Regions from separate parts of the Callithrix jacchus genome. Here region 2 is linked to region 1. The links are chromatin contacts, called in public Hi-C maps. All regions are on one chromosome and are shown on one strand. Each heading gives the region's core, a stretch centred on a gene start, on an enhancer-like site or on the middle of the called end of the contact. The rest is flanking DNA. Distances are from core to core; before and after follow the strand shown.

The links. A called contact is a pair of places that touch in the nucleus more often than the background predicts.
Region 2: a contact with region 1 is called in a Hi-C map of induced pluripotent stem cells, with 2.1 times the contacts expected there. The contact joins the promoter of CLSPN here to the promoter of TFAP2E in region 1. A contact is called at or near these places in 2 of 3 Hi-C or Micro-C datasets (induced pluripotent stem cells and skeletal muscle).

What each region holds. Positions count from the first base shown.
Region 1 is chr7:72,155,520-72,160,392 of calJac240_pri, forward strand. TFAP2E (transcription factor AP-2 epsilon) reads left to right here and starts at 3,566. Exons shown (of 7, transcript XM_035250784.3): 1 at 3,566-3,858; 2 at 4,178-4,660. The coding sequence starts at 3,832.
Region 2 is chr7:72,351,409-72,355,707 of calJac240_pri, forward strand. It overlaps CLSPN (claspin), which reads right to left and starts at 2,765. Exons shown (of 25, transcript XM_002750609.6): 1 at 2,645-2,765. The coding sequence starts at 2,668.

The DNA.
Region 1 (4,873 bases), core at 2,316-4,815:
AATCAAAATCATTCATTTATCAGATGATCTCTTCAGATTACACCCAGGTTCTGTGTGTAGCTACCCAGGGTCATGTTCACATAAGCCTTCCGAAAGGATCACTTGAAAGGCCAATTTATTCATAACGTCATCTTTGATTTACCATTTACAGTATTTAATAAGCATTCATTGATTACCTGTCATGTACTCAGCACAATGCTAGACACATTTTCTGTTTCTCTTTTAATCTTGTGAAGCAGGTCCTGAAAGAGGAAAAGTACATTAGTCACAACTGCAGAGTCTGGAATGTTCATTAGAATGTTCTGGTCTTTTTTTTTTTTCCTGAAGATGGGTCATGGTGTGCCCTAGGAAAGTTTTCAGCAGGGAGGTAACATGATCTTGTCCCTCTTGTTGCTGAATGGAATTGAAAATGGATCAGAACAGGTATGAATAAAGTAAGGAGACCAGTTAGAGAGTTGTTGCAATGCCTAGATAGTGGTTCTTAAAGCTTAGTGTGCCTCTGAGCCACCTTAAGGACTTGTTAATAACAGAGGTTGCTGGGCTTCACCCCCAGAGTTACTGACAGGAGGTCGTGAGTGGGATCCGAGAATTGGGACTTCTAGCAAGCTCCCAGATAGTGTTGGTGATGCTGGTCCAGGAACCACAATTTGTCTATGTTGCCTAGGCTTGTCTCAAACTCCTGGGCTCAAGGGACCATTTGAGAGCCATTGGTCTATGAGTAAGAGTAAGGTAGTTTAAGGTGCTGGGACAGGGGTACCATGTGCCCTCTGGGATACCCACCTCAATTCTCCACCACATACCTTCTGAGGGTGGATGTTCAAGGGTTAGAAATGGCAACACTCCGTAAGGATTAACTTGTGGGGGTTAAGGAAAGGATGCAGACTCTTCTGGGATGACTAGCAAGTTTTGCACTTGAAGGATGGTGGTGTCATTTATGAAACTACAGAGCATAGGAGAAGCAGGTTGGGGTTGGTGATTGGGATGGAGGAGAGGCTGAGTTCAGTGTTGGACATGGAAAATTTCAGATAGCTGCAATGAGATGCCTGGAGAAAATATGCAACTGGCAGCTGTGTCTATGGGTTTGGATCTCTCACTAGAGTTCTGGGCCAGAGATAGGACACTTGGGAGATAACAGCAGACAGCTAGTCATTAAAGACTGGGGCCGGGCGTGGTGGCTCATGCCTGTAATCCCAGCACTTTGGAAGGCTGAGGCAGGCTATAACTTGAGGTCAGGAGTTTAAGACCAGCCTGGTCAAAATGGTGAAACCCCCGTCTCTACTAAAAATACAAAAATTAGCTGGGTGTTGTGGTGTGCACATGTAATCCCAGTTAATCAGAAAACTGAGGCGTGAGAATTGCTCGAACCCGGGAGGTGGATGCTGCAGTGAGCCAAGATCACCCCATTGCACTCCAGCCCAGGCAACAGAGTCTCTGTATCAAAAAAAAAAAAAAAAAGACTTGAGAGGGGATGAGCTCACTCATAAAGAGTGTAGATAGGAAGAAAAAGCAGAAGCTTCTCCGCTGAGAAAGAATTACTGACATTAAGCACATAGGTGAAAAGAGACAGTAAAGAAGACAAATGATCAGAGTAGGAGAGTGAGGCAAGAAGGGGCTAACACAAGCTGTAAGAAGTAGAGTGGGGAAACCCAACGAAGCCACAGACAGGCAGGGCGTCCCATCACTCTGGCCTTCCCAAGCTGCTGGAGAGAGCAGGGCCATGGGCATCATCTTCTTCACTGCTCCTAGACTTCTCCCAAAGGAGTTCACCAACTTCTATTCATGCACTGACACCTGTCCTGGAGCTTGACTTCTGATGTTCTGTGGCTGAGGCTGAGGGTGGGAGGAAGGGGGTGTTGCCACAGACTCCCTCATATATAGATACACACAAACACACTCGTGATCTCTGACCTGTCTTGAGCAGGAAGGTTGCAGAGAGCTTTCAAATTCTGCTTCATCCACCACCCTCACTGGCAGTTCCAGACTTCGGAAAGTTCTTAATGATGAATCTTTGGCTTCTAGCCTCCTTCTTTCTCCATCGCTCCCCTGGCTGAGATCATCCAGCCCTGAGCTCTGGACCTGTCATGCATCTTCTGGGACACTCACTTGGAATCATACTTTCCATGAGTTAATGGTGTCACTATCACCTCCTCTATATCAATAATTTTACTTTAATCTCATTTACTACTTTACTAGAAATGAACCAAAAAAACAACTAGTCCTCTCTGCCTTCCTCTCCTTTTTTATTGGTGTTTTGGAAGTTGCAGAAACTGAGATCACAGAGGAAATGGGACGTAGCTAGGCTCACGCAGTCACTCGGAGTTAGGACTAAACCTAAGCCCCTGAGTCTGAGGCAGTAGATAATAGCGATTCTGAGCAGAGAGGAGCCAGGGGCTGATTACCCCAGCTCTACCACTTAACTTAGCTGCTTGACCTTGGGCAAGACATTTAACCTCACCCCTCCCCTGAAAATGGGGATGATATGGGTATCTCTCTCATAGAGCTGCTGTGAGGGTTAAATAATCCAAAATTTGTGAAGCACTTTGCACAGAGGCTGTCACATTCTGTAATAAGTCTGCTGTGATTATTTCTACTTTGCCCTGGTCTACACATCTTCTTGCTTTTAGAAACATCTTTCTTCTTTCTTAATTCCCATTCTCCTTAGCATTTCCCTCTCATTTGTTCATCTTTAATCCCTGTCTCTGCTTCTCAGGAGGGGAAGGTTGGGTTTGTTGCCTGACAGCCAGGGAGTGCCTGCCATGGTAACACAAAAACATGTAGCCTGCGCATGTTAGTGTAACAATCACACAGCACCCCCGTGAGTTACAGTCACTCAACAGTCTCTGGGTATCTCAAGACCACACTCAATCAGCCCAGGCCCCTGTGGCTTCAGAAACACCTTGGCTCCTGGTCAGGTGGAGCTTATACTGAAACCTATCCCAGGCAACTTTGTCTGGCCAGCTTGTGTCTCCAACTGTCTCAGAGCCTGGCTTGGCATTGGAAGTTTTCAGCCCAGGAAGCGTGAGTGAAGTGGGCACCTTAGAGGGATTTTAATCCATTCAGGAGAGACTGTGATGGTAGCCCCCCTACACACACACACAAACACTGACACACATGTGCACATGAGCAGATAGGCTTGAGTCTGCAGCTCACAAACTTCTTCCACGTTCATAATTGCCCCCTCATCCAAAGTCTCTTGAGGTTCTTAGACAAAGGATTGATACCTATTTTACAGAGGAAGCTGAGGCCAGCAAAGAATAGTGCTTTGCTTAAAGGAAAGGATGTGATAGAGCCGAGCAAATGTAGGGCCCCTGCGTCCCAGCCACGAATCTTTCTGTTTCACTGCAGCTGCGAGCTGCCAGCCCAGAAGGCGGCTCACATCAACGTGAGCTAATTCACGCCCCACTACCCACCCTACCCGATCCCACCGCCAAAGCCACCGCTTCCCCTTTGGTGGCCGCTGGGGAAAAGGGAGAGAACTGCCATAGCTTGTCTCTTTAATGCGCGCCCCCGGAGGCCCGGCGCGCCCCCGCCACTATAACTGGAGTGCATGGAGCAGGCTTAGCTCAGAGGAGGAAGGGCGGGCGCTGGGCACCCATTGACCGACTTTTCTAAGTGCCATCAGTGCCCGTCTGTCCCGCCTCCATGGACCCGTCCGGGGACGGCCACAGCTGAGGACCCCACGCCCATTAGGATACCGGCTGGGTCGCACCCAAGCTACCCGCACCGCGACCCCCGCCGGCTGTGCCGGCTTCCCGCGCCTTTGCCCGCATCTCTTGCCGTCGGGCCAGGGCTCTGCCGCCGTCACGCCTCGAGCTCCGCGCTCACCGCCCGATGCTGGTGCACCCCTACTCCACCATGGTGAGTAGTCTCGGGGCCCCGGGCATACTAGGCTGGGGGATTGGGGCGCCTGAGTGCTGGACTTTCCAACCCTCCTGCCCCGCGCCAACGAAATCTCGGAGGGAAGGGGCCTCAGGGACTCCGCCAGCTGAAAACTCGAGGCGCAAGTGACCGCTGTCCCCAGCCTGAGGCTCCTGCGGCCGCGAGTGGCTTGGAAATAACCTCGGGCCCCAGGAAGGGTGATGGACGGCAGCCGGACCCTTCAAGCTGAGGAGGATCCTTTCGGGCTGGGGTCCTTTCAGCTCCAGCGGGTCACCTAATGCACCATCTCCTTCCCCAGGAGCGCCCTGAGGGGCTGGGCGCAGCGGCTGGCGGGGCCCGCCTGTCGTCTTTGCCCCAGGGGGCCTACGGGCCGGCGCCCCCTCTCTGCCACACGCCGGCCGCCGCAGCTGCCGCCGAATTCCAGCCGCCCTACTTCCCGCCACCCTACCCGCAGCCACCACTGCCCTACAGCCAGGCGTCCGACGCCGCCGCAGCCTTTCCCCACCTGGCAGGAGACCCGTACGGCGGCCTGGCGCCCCTGGCGCAGCCTCAGCCTCCTCAGGCCACCTGGGCCGCGCCCCGCGCCGCCGCCCGCGCCCACGAGGAGCCACCAGGCCTGCTGGTACCGCCTGCCCGCGCCCTGGGCCTTGACCCGCGCCGTGACTACGCCGCCGCAGTGCCCCGGCTCCTGCAAGGCCTGGCCGACGGCGCGCACGGCCTGGCAGACGCACCGCTCGGCCTTCCAGGGCTGGCGGCGGCGTCCGGTCTGGAGGACCTGCAGGTGAGACCCGAGGGGTTCGGGATGGATCGGGACTGGCCGCGGTGGTTTAGTACCTTGGCTGGAGGCAGAAGGTGGCAAATGCAGGAACCCGACTTTTCTCCCAGCTCGCCACTTCTCACTGGTGACTCGGAGGATGTGTCCAATCTCTTGGGTTAGACGGTGCCTGGCCATCAAGGCTGCCTGGCACTGAGTCCGCCGGCACCGAGTCCACCG
Region 2 (4,299 bases), core at 1,515-4,014, 200 kb after region 1:
TATGCTAAAGTGGCATATAAAAATAAAAAATATCTATGAGTCAAAGAAATCTAAACACTGACTAGATACTTCTTAGGTGTGGTAATAATATTGTAGTTATCTTTTATGGAAAGCCCTTGTCTTTTAGATATGTACACTAAAATATTTATGGTTAAAATAATATGGTATCTGGAATTTTCTTCCAAATAATCCAGTGAGAGGAAAAATGGGTAGGGATATAAATGAAACAAGACTGGTCATGATTTGATAATACAGGTTGAACATCTCTACTCTGAAAATCTGAAATCCTCCCAAATCCAAAACATTTGATCACTGACATGATGCCACTAGGTGAAAATTCCACACCTGATCTCCTATGATGGGTTGCAGTAAAATCTTTGTTTCATGCACAAAGTTATTTTAAAATACTGTATAAAATTACCTTCAGACTATGTGTATAAGGTGTATATGAAATATAACTGAATTTCATTTTTAGACTTGGGTCCCTCCCCTAAGACATATCATTATGTGTATGCAAATATTCCAGAATCCAAAATAAATCTGAAATTCAAAACCCTTCTGGTCCCAAGCATTTCAGATGAGAGATATTCAAAACTGGAGTTGAAGTAAGATGATGGGTTCATTATACCAGCTTTTCCATGTTTGTATAGATTTGAAAATAAGACAGTATAAAAAGTCACAAATAAAAATCGAAGGAGCAGGGTTATGTTAGGTGACTTGATCAGTTAGTGACCAAGCTACCCTAAATGCCAAGTCTACCTCCTTGATGTTCTTAGGGCTCTGAATCAACTTATTAATAAAGAGAGAAATATGAGCTTCAGTAATTTAACAGGGCACAAGGCCTCACCCTAGTGGCTTCTCAAAAAATTATTAAGTTGATTTGAATGCTTGATATTCAATTTTTTTTTTTTTTTTGATACAGCGTCTCACTCTGTCGCCCAGGCTAGAGTGCAGTAGCAGGATCATGGCTCACTGCAGCCTTGACCTCCCAGGCCCTCTCACCTCAGCCTCCAGAAAAATTGGGACCATATGAGACACCTGGCTAATTTTTATGTTTGTTTTGTAGGAACAGAGTTTTGCCATGTATCTTACACGGGCTGGTTTTGAGCTCTTGAGTTCAAGCAATCCGATCGCCTTGGCCTCCCAAAGCGCTGGGATTGCTGAGAATTAACATGTATGCACTGATGATCCTCTCAACAATTCAAAGCAGTAAAACTATTACTTCTGTTTGTGAATGTGGAAACCAATTTTAGGTAACCAGACAGCTTAAGGAATAGGGCTGCTTTTAATCACGATTCTCTGCTAGGGAATTTGCAGCAATGTCAAAGGGCAGGGCCAGGAACAGGGTAAGGTCAGGTCTCAAAAAATTCAGTAATCAAAATAAGTAACACTTTAATGCAATTATTTTTCAAAAAATTAAATCTCCATGAGACCGCTGCCAATAATAAAAAAGAAAAAAAAGTCAAATCGACAGAGGCCAGACTTGGTGGCTCACGTCTGTAATCCCAGCACTTTGAGAGGCCAAGGTGGGCATATCACCTGAGGTCGGGAGTTCAAGACCAGCCTGGCCAACATGGTGAAATCCCGTCTCTACTAAAAATACAAAAATTATCTGGGCATGGTGGCACACGTCTGTAATGTTAGCTACTTGGGAGGCTGAGGCAAGAGAATCACTTGAACCTGGGAGGAGGAGGTTGCAATGAGCCAAGATGGAGCCACTGTACTCCAGCCTGGGCCACACAGTGAGGCGCTGTCTCCAAAAATAAATAAATAAATAAATAAATATCAACAATCTACGGCTCATGAGGTCAGCCGCCCGCTTCTGTAAATAAGTTTATTGGAACAAGGGGCGGGATTAGGGTGAGGTGAGTGAGGCAGGGTCCCGCAAGAGCCTGGTTGGATCTTGTCTTTGTTCAAACGTCCGATATTTTGTTCAATAGCAAATCATAAAATGCTTTGCATTAATTTTTTTTTTTTAAATATTGCATTAAAATCTGAGTTTCATTTGATTACTGAGGGTTTTGGCACTCCTTTAAATTTTGCTCCTAAGGAGAGAATGCCTTGCCCGAATCCGGCCCCAGAAAGGACACAGGTCTGGAAACGTGTGTTTTTATGCCCAATTTCACCAGAGAGCTGCCAGCCACCAACCAGGAGCCCCAACTGTGACTTCCCCCCTCCGGGCCCCGTCGGAAAGCGCGGAGGGCCAGCGCCAGATGACCTCCAGGCCCGCTCCCAAGCCCAGTGTGGAGCTCCCTAACATAACACTCTCGCCCTCTATTTGCCGAGAATCCCGCCCCGCACCCTGGCGGCCCGGTTCGGCCAGAGCCTCCTGGTTTTCGGGGTACCCTGCGGGGAGGAGCTTCCGCGACAGGAAACGCGCCAAAGGGCTGGGCGGGCGGCAGAAATGGACTGAGCTGCAGGCACCGCGCGCCGCAGAGACCTGGAGCTCCACCGCCAAGGGGTCCGAAGCACCGGAAGCCTGACGGCGGGACGGGACGCCCATTCAGAGACCTTCCCGGCCGAGTCGCGAGGCTGCGGGAGCGGACGCAGTGAACGCCGGGAGCCCCGGCTCTACCCCAGCCCTACCTAACCCCTCGGCGCCGGGCCCTCGCAGCCCCGGTGAGAAGCGTGTGCATAAACTCACCTCGGAACCCACCTCGCCCGTCATGACTCCTGACTACAGTGCGCTCCGCTAGGGATGGAGTGGTCTCCGGTTCCCTCAGCCGGAGCGCAGCGGCTACCACCGTCTCCAGCCCGGCAGCACTGTTAGAGCTTTCCCGCCCAGCCAGAGCGGAGGCCCCACCCCGATAGTTTGCACCAATCCAGAGGGGGCTTTCGAGCGATGCCCCGCCCTCATCCTACCCACCAATCACGCAGTGCCTCCGGCCGCCCAATCTCATATTAACTCGGGCTGGGTTGGCGGGTGGTAACTACTATTGGCCGCGGAGCCTGGGCCACCTGGAGGTGCGCAGGGTGCGGTGCCACAGGTACTAGGGGAGCAGTGGTCTTTGACCATTGACACTTGCTTAAACACCAAGTGCTATTGGAGGAGTGAGTCTTCCAGGAAGAAGTGAGCGGCCTGTATCTGAACATCTTCAGAGGGATTCCAGGGTGCCCGTGGGGATTTTCTCTACTGACTTCATTTCTGGAACAGCTAAATCCGGTCTGTCTCTTGCACATGACACTTATCATTGAGTGTATATATATGTGTGTGTGTGTGTGTGTGTGTGTGTGTGTGTGTGTGTGTGTGTATACAAACATACTGTTGGTTTTTTTTTAGATGGAGTCGCCCTCTGTTGCCCAGGCTGTAATGCAATGGCGCGATCTCGGCTCACTGCAATCTCCGCCTCCCGGGTTCAAGCGATTCTTGTGCCTCAGCCTCCCGAGTATCTGGATTACAGGCACCTGCCACCTCGCCCGGCTAATTTTTGTATTTTTAGTAGAGATAGGGTTTTACTATGTTGGCCAGGCTGGTCTTGAACTCGTGACCTCAAATGATCCGCCCGCCTCGGCCTCCCAAAGTGCTAGGATTACAGGCCTTAGCCACAACTCCCAGCCCACTTTTTTATTTTTTAAAGAGGGCTGGGCGTCTTGGCTCATGCCTGTAATCTCAAGGCTCTAGGAGGTCGAGGTGGGAGGATGGCTGGACCCCAGGAGTTTGAGGTTAGAGTGAGTTATTATACAACCGCAATACAGCCTGGGCGACAGAGCAAGACCCTGTCTCTAAAGAAAAAAGTTTTGCAGGTTGCTCAGATACCAAAGAGTATAGTTGGATAATCTATAATTTTATGTAGGGTTAATTCGAGGATGTAGAAAGCCCTCATCACTCCTAATGGGCTTTCTACCTTTAAACAAGGCTGGGAAAAGAATTGAAACTCTGGGCTGGGCGCAGTGGCTCACGTCTGTAATCCCAGCACTTAGGGAGGCTGAGGCGGGTGGATCATGAGGTCAGGGGTTCAAGATCAGCTTGACTAAGATGGTGAAACCCCATCTCTACTAAAAATACAAAAAAATTAGCTGGGTGTGCTGGCAGGCACCTGTAATCCCAGTTACTCAAGAGGCTGAGGCAGAGAATTGCTTGAACCTGAGAGATGGAGGTTGTAGTGAGCTGAGATCGTGCCACTGCACTCCAGCCTGGGTGACAGAACAAGACTGTCTCAAAAAAAAAGAAGAATTGATGTGTGTACCTACGCAACTGTCTTGCATGCTCTGCTCATGTACCCCAAAACCTAAAATCCAATAAAAAATTAAAAAAAAAAAAAGAAGAATTGAAGCTTAAGTTTATCCAAGACAATTCTA